Regions from separate parts of the Mus musculus genome. Here region 2 is linked to region 1. A link is a contact called in public promoter capture Hi-C data. All regions are on one chromosome and are shown on one strand. The core of a region is the stretch at or near the end of the contact, and the rest is flanking DNA. Distances in the headings are between cores, read along the strand shown. Region 1 holds the start of Lsm2 (LSM2 homolog, U6 small nuclear RNA and mRNA degradation associated). Region 2 holds the start of Tnf (tumor necrosis factor).

Region 1 (5,379 bases), core at 1,163-3,662:
TACAGAAGAGGGCGTCTGATGTCCGCTCTCTTTACAGATGGTTGTGAGCTACCATGTGGTTGCTGGGATTTGAACTCAGGACCTTCGGAAGAGCAGTCAGTGCTCTTAAAATCTCTGAGCCATTTCTCCAGCCCCCAGCAAGCTCTTTTTAAAGCACTGAGCAATCTCTGCAGCTTCCCTAACTGTTATTTGTAAACATTTACTGCTTTGGAGTCACAGACCTATGTACACATACTGGTAGCTGGAATTACTCTTTATTATTTTTGCTACACTCTTTTTTTTCTCGTATGAGTTTTTTGTTTGTTTGTTTGGTTTTTTTTTGTTTTTGTTTTTTTTCGAGACAGGGTTTCTCTGTGTAGCCCGAGTGCTGGGATTAATGGCCTGCGCCACCACACCCGGCTTCTTCTTCTTTTTTAAAAAATTGGATATTTTCTTTATTTACATTTCAAATGTTATCCCCCCCAACTTATCTTTAATAATGAAGATACAAGTCAAGTCTTCTCAGTTCTCCAGCCCTCTAGCCCCTAAGCAAGGTTATCAAGGCCAGTGCTCCCATACCACCTTACATGCCCCACCTTATATTATATTTACCCTCTGTGTAACCAACTTTAACCACCTCAGATCCTGAGTTTTACTTCCTCACTCTCTACATCCTATGAATCCCCACAGCTCTGTAGACCATTCGTGTGATTTGACTTTTAGACTATGAAAGGTCTTAGTCTGCACCTCAGTCTGGGCCAGCTTCTAACTTGGCCACACTGGTCAGAACCATCCTGCTGGTCAACCACTGATGTGTGTTCAAAGGTTTCAAGAGTCTACAAATAAAGTTATTTTGCTGGGCGGTGGTGGCACACGCCTTTAATCCCAGCACTCGGGAGACAGAGGCAGGCGGATTTCTGAGTTCGAGGCCAGCCTGGTCTACAGAGTGAGTTCCAAGACAGCCAGGGCTATACAGAAAAACCCTGTCTGGAAAAAAAAAAAAAAGTTATTTTAAAGAGAAACATGAGGGCTGCATATGAAGTTCACTTGTTGAGCATGCCCAGTACATGAAAGAAAACAAAAGCAAACAAAACCCGGCTTCAATGAAACTATAATTTTCGAAGCACTATTAGGAACCAAGTAGACCTTAACGGATGTGACAAGAACCCATAAACATATTTCCAGTGGTACAGCATTTAAGCATTTACCCCAACTCCTGAATCGTTAAGAGCAAATGATACAGCCAGGCAAATCCTAGCACTCAGGAGACAGAGGCATGTGGATCTGTGTGTTCCAGGACAGCCAGGACTACACATACATGTTACTTAACTGTATCTCACTGTGTAACTCCGGATGGCCCTGGACATATGTAGACCAAGCTGTCCTTGAACTCACACCTCTGCGTTCAGTGTTGGGATTACAAGCATGTGTCACAATACCAGGCTCACTCTTAAACTAATCTTTTACACTTAAGACGAAAGGTATTTCTTCTGTGTTTTGCCTACCTACTCTGAAGTAACTTTGTCAACAACAACGACAAAAAGGATCAGGACACCCGGCACCCCCACCTTCCACCAACTCGCTAAAATAAGGACCTACCTCAGGTCATTCTTGAGTTCCACGACTACATCCTTGCCCACAAGAGACTTGAAAAAGGAGTAGAAGAGCTATTGGAAAAGAGGGAGGAACTATCACATGAAAAGGGACGGGGAGGAGGAGCCCGTGACAGTATTTTGAAATACTAGTCTTTGTAGCCCCTCCTAGTAGTTCTCAAAACTTCATAACCAACAACAATCCGTTAAACGGGACTCTGCAGTTCACGGAGCCACGGAGTGACAGGACCTGCGTTGCACCCCTCGACGCTAGAACCCACTCTCTGAGTCGACCACCTCCCAGCTGAGACCGCTTCCCAACCGCACCCTCACAAAGTCCTCGTCAACAGCACAGAAGTGCAAGGCTCGCTTCCCGTTCTCCCCCGGCGCCCGTGGGCTTTCTCTTGGACTTGCTAAAGGTTTCCCCCAAAACACCATCGGCTCCGAGCAGCCTCCTCACACTGGGGTGTGGGCAGTAAGGCTGTACGGAAAACCCTGGGGCCTGGCTGCCGCCCCAAGCGACCGACACGAGTGCCCGCACCCACGCCCGCACGGTTCGAACCGCCCGCCGCGAGCGGCGGCGCTCCCTTTTGACGTCACGGTACCCACCATGGTGCTGGCGCCACGCGGGGCGGCCTGGACCGCGAAGGAAGGCGCCGGGGACTGCGAGCCGGAGGCAGGGCGGGAGCCGGAGCGCGAGCCCGCGCGTGAAGCAAGACTGGATCACGCAGGCGCACGGGGAGCCGCGAAAACCTCGGCTGAATTCAGGCTCAAAGGGAGCGGGGTAGGGCAGAGCCGAGAGGACCGCCAAACCGGTAGAGGGGCGGAACTTCCTGTCCCCCCCACTTCCTCCCGAGCAGCCGCTTTCTCACAAGCGCATGCGTGGGCCGTGGCAGCTGCGCGTTGGACGTAGTTCGTCTCTTTTTCTGATGGTTGTTGAGACTTTTCTCTCTGCCGCGTGATTAGCTCGTAGTCTACGTTTTCTATGGGGAATTATTGGGAAGATTGAGAAAATTATGACTTGCGTATTCTTTAGTAAAATTTAAAATGTTGCTAAGAGCTGGACAGCGTTCGTGCCCAACTGGAATCCTGGAGTTGAGACGGGAGGATTCTGGTTTAGAGGTCAACTAAAGCTATTATAGCAAGACCCTGTGTCAGAGAATAAAATATACACCAATACACACTGGTTATGGTGTGTGTGAGTGTGAGAGAGAAACCGGAACACAAATCCTGATTCTTATCAAAGGTTCCCAGTAAGTAAGTTTCTCTCAATTTCAGTCTTTTGGGGTGCAAAGTTGACCCAGAGCGGACACATTCTAAGCAAAGCAAATGAACAACATCCCAGCTCTAATGTTATATATATATATATAATTTGGCATAGGACTCGTCTGTAAAGGACTAAACTGACTGGAACTCAGTGACAGAAATATTTTACTTTATCTTAGCTTTTTTTGTGTGTGTTTGACAGTTTTTGCCTGTATGTTATGTCTGTACTACATGAGTTCCTGGTAGAAGAGAGGGCTTCAAATGCCCTGGGCCTGGAGTTACAATGGTGAGCCTCCTTGTGGGTGCTGGCAATCAAATCTGGGTGTTCTGGAAGAGCAACAGATGCTTGTAACTGCTGATCCATCCCTGCATTACTGAAATATTTTCAACTAGATCACCGACAGATACTACTTTGGATGTTCTGGGAACAGCATTACCAGGCTTGTAACATGCTGGTTGTGAAGGAGTTCACAAGAGCTGACTGATTTAAAAAAAAAACAAAAAACTAGAAAAGCCTCAGTAGGCAAGTTCCAGAGAAGAAAGAGATGGTCTGAGATGAAAGGGCTTTGTTGTTATTTCGATTGACTTGTTTTATGTAAGTATGCTGTGGCTTTCTTCAGACATCCAGAAGAGGGCATCAGATCCCACTACAGATGATTGTGAGCCACTCTGTGCTTGCTGGAAATTGAACTTAGGACCTCTGGAAGAGCAGTCAGTGCTCTTAACTGCTGAGCCATCTCTCCAGCCCTATTGTTTTTTTTTTTTTAAATAATTACATTAAGTGGGAAGTTGCTAGGTTGTATCTTCTGTGGATATCATGTCTGGATAAATAGGGAAACACTTTCTATTCTGTCTTCTCTTCTTGAGGCTGGCTGTAGGTGCAAGGCAGTCACGGGACACAGGTGAAAATTCTGAGAGTCTAAACCTGCTGATTGCAGGGTGGAATTCTCTAGTGTAATAATCTAAATAGATTGTAGCCAGGGTTTCCTGGGGGTGGGAGTGAGGGCTGGAGCATGCATGACTGTGTAGGCCAGAGATAGATACTGCCTGTTCTTTCCACCTTATTTAATATTTTAAAATTGTATATGTGTGAGCGTTTTTCCTTGCATGTCCATCTGTGTACACATGGGCAGTGCTCCCAGACACTAGAAGAGAGTGTTGGATCCTCTAGAGTTACAGTTGTTAGCCACCACATAGGTGCTGGGAATCAAACCCTGGTCCTGTGGAAGAGCAACACGTGTTCTTAACCACTTAGTCATTTCTCTCATTTTCTGAGATAGGATCTACCATAGATCCTGGAGCTGACAGGTTCATTCAGCTAGACTGACTTGCCAGCAAGACCCTAAGATGCTTCTTCTGTCTGCCCTACCTACCCACTCCCCCAGTGCTGGCATTACCGGTGCACATCACTGTGTTCAGAGCTGGATCCAGCATGGTACCAAGCAGGATTTGTTCCCAAGTTCAGCAGAATCCTTAAGATTTGAATCGAAAACAAGCTGTCACTGGATAGAAGCAGTCAGTACATTTAGCAACTGCGTCCTTTGGGCCCAGGGTGCCTGAGAATTAGGAAATGTTTGTCTTGGCAGGTGGAGGTATCGTGATCAGAGTTCAAGGCAGACCTAGGCTATATTAGACCCTGTCTCAAAACCACAAAACAAAACAAAAAGCAAAATGGTTTTGTTGGAAATGAACTTACACAAATTCAAGTACTTTGCCCTTATCAAGTTAAACATTCACAAGGGACCCACGAATGGAAAAATGCATATCTTCCTTTCTTAATTTTCAAGGACCATTGACAGCTTACAGATACCAGGAAATAAAATGGTGTATAGAATGTTTTAGGCTAGCCTGGGCTCCAAGAAACTCTGCCGTGTGGGGCAGTGGTGGCACACGCCTTTAATCCCAGCACTTGGGAGCCAGAGGCAGGGGGATCTCTGAGTTCCAGGACAGCCAGGGCTACACAGAGAACTCCTGTCTCGAACCCCCCCCCCCAAAAAAAAAAGAAAAAGAAACTCTGCATCCATCTGAAAAATCAAAAGCTGGTCATGATGGTGCATACCTGTGATCTCGGGACTCAGGTGCAGAACAGGGGAATTGCTGCAAGTTAGGGACCAAGTTGGCCTACATAGTAAGTGTCAAGTCAGCTAGACATATACAGTAAGGCCCTGACTAAAAAAAATAAAAGATGACAGAAGTTGTTTCCTTTGGGAACAAATTTACTGAGAGACAAATAACCATCCACACAGGAAGGAGAAAGGTGGGGTGTGGATAATAAATAACAGACATCCAAATTCTTCAAATGGCTCAAAGAGGGGCCTGGTTTTCCTAAAGGTCCAGTTCAGGATCATAGATGAGAGGGTGGGGGTGTGAAAAGGTCGAGTTCGAGGCTTCTCCATCGGGATCCCAAAGGATGGTGACGTAGGCTTGAGTCCAGTCAGTTCAAGAATCATATTGATGTTTGAAGATGAATAAAATTCGCCTAGAGGCACCCTAGCACCCTGCAATTCTGGAAAAGGCTAATCTACTTCCTCGATGGTAGGGC
Region 2 (5,379 bases), core at 938-3,437, 220 kb before region 1:
CCTCTGATCTTGATAGCCCCCCAATGTCTTGTGCCTCTTCCCAGGGTACCCCAGCAAGCAGAACTCACTGCTCTGGAGAGCAAGCACGGATCGTGCCTTTCTCCGACATGGCTTCTCTTTGAGCAACAACTCCCTCCTGATCCCCACCAGTGGCCTCTACTTTGTCTACTCCCAGGTGGTTTTCTCTGGAGAAAGCTGCTCCCCCAGGGCCATTCCCACTCCCATCTACCTGGCACACGAGGTCCAGCTCTTTTCCTCCCAATACCCCTTCCATGTGCCTCTCCTCAGTGCGCAGAAGTCTGTGTATCCGGGACTTCAAGGACCGTGGGTGCGCTCAATGTACCAGGGGGCTGTGTTCCTGCTCAGTAAGGGAGACCAGCTGTCCACCCACACCGACGGCATCTCCCATCTACACTTCAGCCCCAGCAGTGTATTCTTTGGAGCCTTTGCACTGTAGATTCTAAAGAAACCCAAGAATTGGATTCCAGGCCTCCATCCTGACCGTTGTTTCAAGGGTCACATCCCCACAGTCTCCAGCCTTCCCCACTAAAATAACCTGGAGCTCTCACGGGAGTCTGAGACACTTCAGGGGACTACATCTTCCCCAGGGCCACTCCAGATGCTCAGGGGACGACTCAAGCCTACCTAGAAGTTCCTGCACAGAGCAGGGTTTTTGTGGGTCTAGGTCGGACAGAGACCTGGACATGAAGGAGGGACAGACATGGGAGAGGTGGCTGGGAACAGGGGAAGGTTGACTATTTATGGAGAGAAAAGTTAAGTTATTTATTTATAGAGAATAGAAAGAGGGGAAAAATAGAAAGCCGTCAGATGACAACTAGGTCCCAGACACAAAGGTGTCTCACCTCAGACAGGACCCATCTAAGAGAGAGATGGCGAGAGAATTAGATGTGGGTGACCAAGGGGTTCTAGAAGAAAGCACGAAGCTCTAAAAGCCAGCCACTGCTTGGCTAGACATCCACAGGGACCCCCTGCACCATCTGTGAAACCCAATAAACCTCTTTTCTCTGAGATTCTGTCTGCTTGTGTCTGTCTTGCGTTGGGGGAGAAACTTCCTGGTCTCTTTAAGGAGTGGAGCAGGGGACAGAGGCCTCAGTTGGTCCATGGGATCCGGGCAGAGCAAAGAGACATGAGGAGCAGGCAGCTCCCAGAGACATGGTGGATTCACGGGAGTGAGGCAGCTTAACTGCCGGAGGAGACCCAAAGGATGAGCTAGGGAGATCCATCCAAGGGTGGAGAGAGATGAGGGTTCTGGGGAGAAGTGACTCCACTGGAGGGTGGGAGAGTGTTTAGGAGTGGGAGGGTGGGGGAGGGGAATCCTTGGAAGACCGGGGAGTCATACGGATTGGGAGAAATCCTGGAAGCAGGGCTGTGGGACCTAAATGTCTGAGTTGATGTACCGCAGTCAAGATATGGCAGAGGCTCCGTGGAAAACTCACTTGGGAGCAGGGACCCAAAGCAGCAGCCTGAGCTCATGATCAGAGTGAAAGGAGAAGGCTTGTGAGGTCCGTGAATTCCCAGGGCTGAGTTCATTCCCTCTGGGGCTGCCCCATACTCATCCCATTACCCCCCCCACCAGCCCTCCCAAAGCCCATGCACACTTCCCAACTCTCAAGCTGCTCTGCCTTCAGCCACTTCCTCCAAGAACTCAAACAGGGGGCTTTCCCTCCTCAATATCATGTCTCCCCCCTTATGCACCCAGCTTTCAGAAGCACCCCCCCATGCTAAGTTCTCCCCCATGGATGTCCCATTTAGAAATCAAAAGGAAATAGACACAGGCATGGTCTTTCTACAAAGAAACAGACAATGATTAGCTCTGGAGGACAGAGAAGAAATGGGTTTCAGTTCTCAGGGTCCTATACAACACACACACACACACACACACACACACACACACACACACACCCTCCTGATTGGCCCCAGATTGCCACAGAATCCTGGTGGGGACGACGGGGAGGAGATTCCTTGATGCCTGGGTGTCCCCAACTTTCCAAACCCTCTGCCCCCGCGATGGAGAAGAAACCGAGACAGAGGTGTAGGGCCACTACCGCTTCCTCCACATGAGATCATGGTTTTCTCCACCAAGGAAGTTTTCCGAGGGTTGAATGAGAGCTTTTCCCCGCCCTCTTCCCCAAGGGCTATAAAGGCGGCCGTCTGCACAGCCAGCCAGCAGAAGCTCCCTCAGCGAGGACAGCAAGGGACTAGCCAGGAGGGAGAACAGAAACTCCAGAACATCTTGGAAATAGCTCCCAGAAAAGCAAGCAGCCAACCAGGCAGGTTCTGTCCCTTTCACTCACTGGCCCAAGGCGCCACATCTCCCTCCAGAAAAGACACCATGAGCACAGAAAGCATGATCCGCGACGTGGAACTGGCAGAAGAGGCACTCCCCCAAAAGATGGGGGGCTTCCAGAACTCCAGGCGGTGCCTATGTCTCAGCCTCTTCTCATTCCTGCTTGTGGCAGGGGCCACCACGCTCTTCTGTCTACTGAACTTCGGGGTGATCGGTCCCCAAAGGGATGAGGTGAGTGTCTGGGCAACCCTTATTCTCGCTCACAAGCAAAACGGGTTAGGAGGGCAAGAAGGACAGTGTGAGGGAAAGAAGTGGGCTAATGGGCAGGGCAAGGTGGAGGAGAGTGTGGAGGGGACAGAGTCAGGACCTCGGACCCATGCGTCCAGCTGACTAAACATCCTTCGTCGGATGCACAGAGAGATGAATGAACGAACAAGTGTGTTCACACGTGGAGAGATCTGGAAAGATGTGGCCAGGGGAAGAGGGGATAAGCAAGAGATAAAACTCAGAGACAGAAATGAGAGAGGCATGAGAGATAAGGAGGAAGATGAAGGGGAGATAACGGGAGATCAAGCACAGAGGGCACCGCAGAAAGAAGCCGTGGGTTGGACAGATGAATGAATGAAGAAGAAAAACACAAAGCTGGGGGGTGGGGTGGGGCAAAGAGGAACTGTAAGCGGGGCAATCAGCCGGGAGGCTTCTCCTTTGGGGTGAGTCTGTCTTAACTAACCTCCTTTTCCTACACAGAAGTTCCCAAATGGCCTCCCTCTCATCAGTTCTATGGCCCAGACCCTCACACTCAGTAAGTGTTCCCACACCTCTCTCTTAATTTAAGATGGAGGAAGGGCAGTTAGGCATGGGATGAGATGGGGTGGGGGGAGAACTTAAAGCTTTGGTTTGGGAGGAAAGGGGTCTAAGTGCATAGATGCTTGCTGGGAAGCCTAAAAGGCTCATCCTTGCCTTTGTCTCTTCCCCTCCAGGATCATCTTCTCAAAATTCGAGTGACAAGCCTGTAGCCCACGTCGTAGGTAAGATTTCTTTACATGTGCCTTGAGAATGAAGGGGCATGATTTTGGGGGGCGGGTTGAGGGGTGTCGAGCCAGGCTGAGAAAAGACAGAGCTCTTAGAGACAGCACGTGAGAGTCAGAGCAGTGACTCAAAAGCAAGGCATCAGGGGGCCACCCGGGACCTCATAGCCAATGGGATGTGGAAAGACAGAGGGTGCAGGAACCGGAAGTGAAGTGTGGGTAGCTGCTGAGGCTCAGGATGTGGAGTGTGAACTAAGAGGGTGACACTGACTCAATCCTCCCCCCCCCCCTCAGCAAACCACCAAGTGGAGGAGCAGCTGGAGTGGCTGAGCCAGCGCGCCAACGCCCTCCTGGCCAACGGCATGGATCTCAAAGACAACCAACTAGTGGTGCCAGCCGATGGGTTGTACCTTGTCTACTCCCAGGTTCTCTTCAAGGGACAAGGCTGCCCCGACTACGTGCTCCTCACCCACACCGTCAGCCGATTTGCTATCTCATACCAGGAGAAAGTCAACCTCCTCTCTGCCGTCAAGAGCCCCTGCCCCAAGGACACCCCTGAGGGGGCTGAGCTCAAACCCTGGTATGAGCCCATATACCTGGGAGGAGTCTTCCAGCTGGAGAAGGGGGACCAACTCAGCGCTGAGGTCAATCTGCCCAAGTACTTAGACTTTGCGGAGTCCGGGCAGGTCTACTTTGGAGTCATTGCTCTGTGAAGGGAATGGGTGTTCATCCATTCTCTACCCAGCCCCCACTCTGACCCCTTTACTCTGACCCCTTTATTGTCTACTCCTCAGAGCCCCCAGTCTGTATCCTTCTAACTTAGAAAGGGGATTATGGCTCAGGGTCCAACTCTGTGCTCAGAGCTTTCAACAACTACTCAGAAACACAAGATGCTGGGACAGTGACCTGGACTGTGGGCCTCTCATGCACCACCATCAAGGACTCAAATGGGCTTTCCGAATTCACTGGAGCCTCGAATGTCCATTCCTGAGTTCTGCAAAGGGAGAGTGGTCAGGTTGCCTCTGTCTCAGAATGAGGCTGGATAAGATCTCAGGCCTTCCTACCTTCAGACCTTTCCAGATTCTTCCCTGAGGTGCAATGCACAGCCTTCCTCACAGAGCCAGCCCCCCTCTATTTATATTTGCACTTATTATTTATTATTTATTTATTATTTATTTATTTGCTTATGAATGTATTTATTTGGAAGGCCGGGGTGTCCTGGAGGACCCAGTGTGGGAAGCTGTCTTCAGACAGACATGTTTTCTGTGAAAACGGAGCTGAGCTGTCCCCACCTGGCCTCTCTACCTTGTTGCCTCCTCTTTTGCTTATGTTTAAAACAAAATATTTATCTAACCCAATTGTCTTAATAACGCTGATTTGGTGACCAGGCTGTCGCTACATCACTGAACCTCTGCTCCCCACGGGAGCCGTGACTGTAATCGCCCTACGGGTCATTGAGAGAAATAAAGATCGCTTGGAAAAGAAATGTGATTTCTGTCTTGGGATGAAGTCTGCATCCATCTCTTTGCGGAGGCCTAAAGTCTCTGGGTCCAGATCTCAGTCTTTATACCCCTGGGCCATTAAGACCCCCAAGACCCCCGTGGAACAAAAGGCAGCCAACATCCCTACCTCTCCCCCGGAAACAGGAGCCTAACCCTAATTACCTTTGCCCTGGGGCATGGGAATTTCCCACTCTGGGAATTCCAATACCTGCTGGGAAAGTACTGCAGTTCTTTCCGGCTGTTGTGGCTCCCATGGAGCTGGGGAGGAGCCACATTCTCAGGCACCTGAATCACAGCCAAGGAAGAGCCGCAGAGCTTCAGGTGTCTAACTGCGCACCCTGCACCATTCAACCTGCCTCTGAACAGACAGAGCGGGCATGGTCCACGGAGAGGAGACCTAAGCTCTATCCCTGCTCCATGCTGGGCTGGGCTCAGCCAGCTCTGCCTTTCGGTCACCAGCCCCTTTATTTTTCCAAACCTCTGAAGATGAGTGAAATAGTTTTTAAAAAGACACAGGGCTGAAAATGTGACTCTGTGGAGC

What was found. Capture Hi-C pulls out chosen DNA fragments and counts their contacts.
Region 2: a contact with region 1 is called in a promoter capture Hi-C map of adipose tissue. The contact joins the promoter of Tnf here to the promoter of Lsm2 in region 1. A contact is called at or near these places in 8 of 39 promoter capture datasets (the C10 cell line, the HPC-7 cell line, cranial neural crest and 5 more), 7 of 115 datasets of contacts at active chromatin or transcription factors (the SCID.adh cell line, bone marrow-derived macrophages, double positive thymocytes and 3 more) and 3 of 9 other capture datasets (adipose tissue, liver and pancreatic islet).

What each region holds. Positions count from the first base shown.
Region 1 is chr17:34,978,887-34,984,265 of GRCm38.p6, reverse strand. It overlaps Lsm2 (LSM2 homolog, U6 small nuclear RNA and mRNA degradation associated), which reads right to left and starts at 2,412. Exons shown (of 5, transcript NM_001110101.2): 1 at 2,181-2,412; 2 at 1,579-1,646. The coding sequence starts at 2,183. Hspa1l (heat shock protein 1-like) reads right to left here. Exons shown (of 2, transcript NM_013558.2): 2 at 5,038-5,379. The coding sequence ends at 5,354.
Region 2 is chr17:35,198,815-35,204,193 of GRCm38.p6, reverse strand. Tnf (tumor necrosis factor) reads left to right here and starts at 2,187. Exons shown (of 4, transcript NM_013693.3): 1 at 2,187-2,539; 2 at 3,056-3,110; 3 at 3,289-3,336; 4 at 3,631-4,827. The coding sequence starts at 2,354. The coding sequence ends at 4,049. Lta (lymphotoxin A) reads left to right here. Exons shown (of 4, transcript NM_010735.2): 4 at 45-1,029. The coding sequence ends at 457.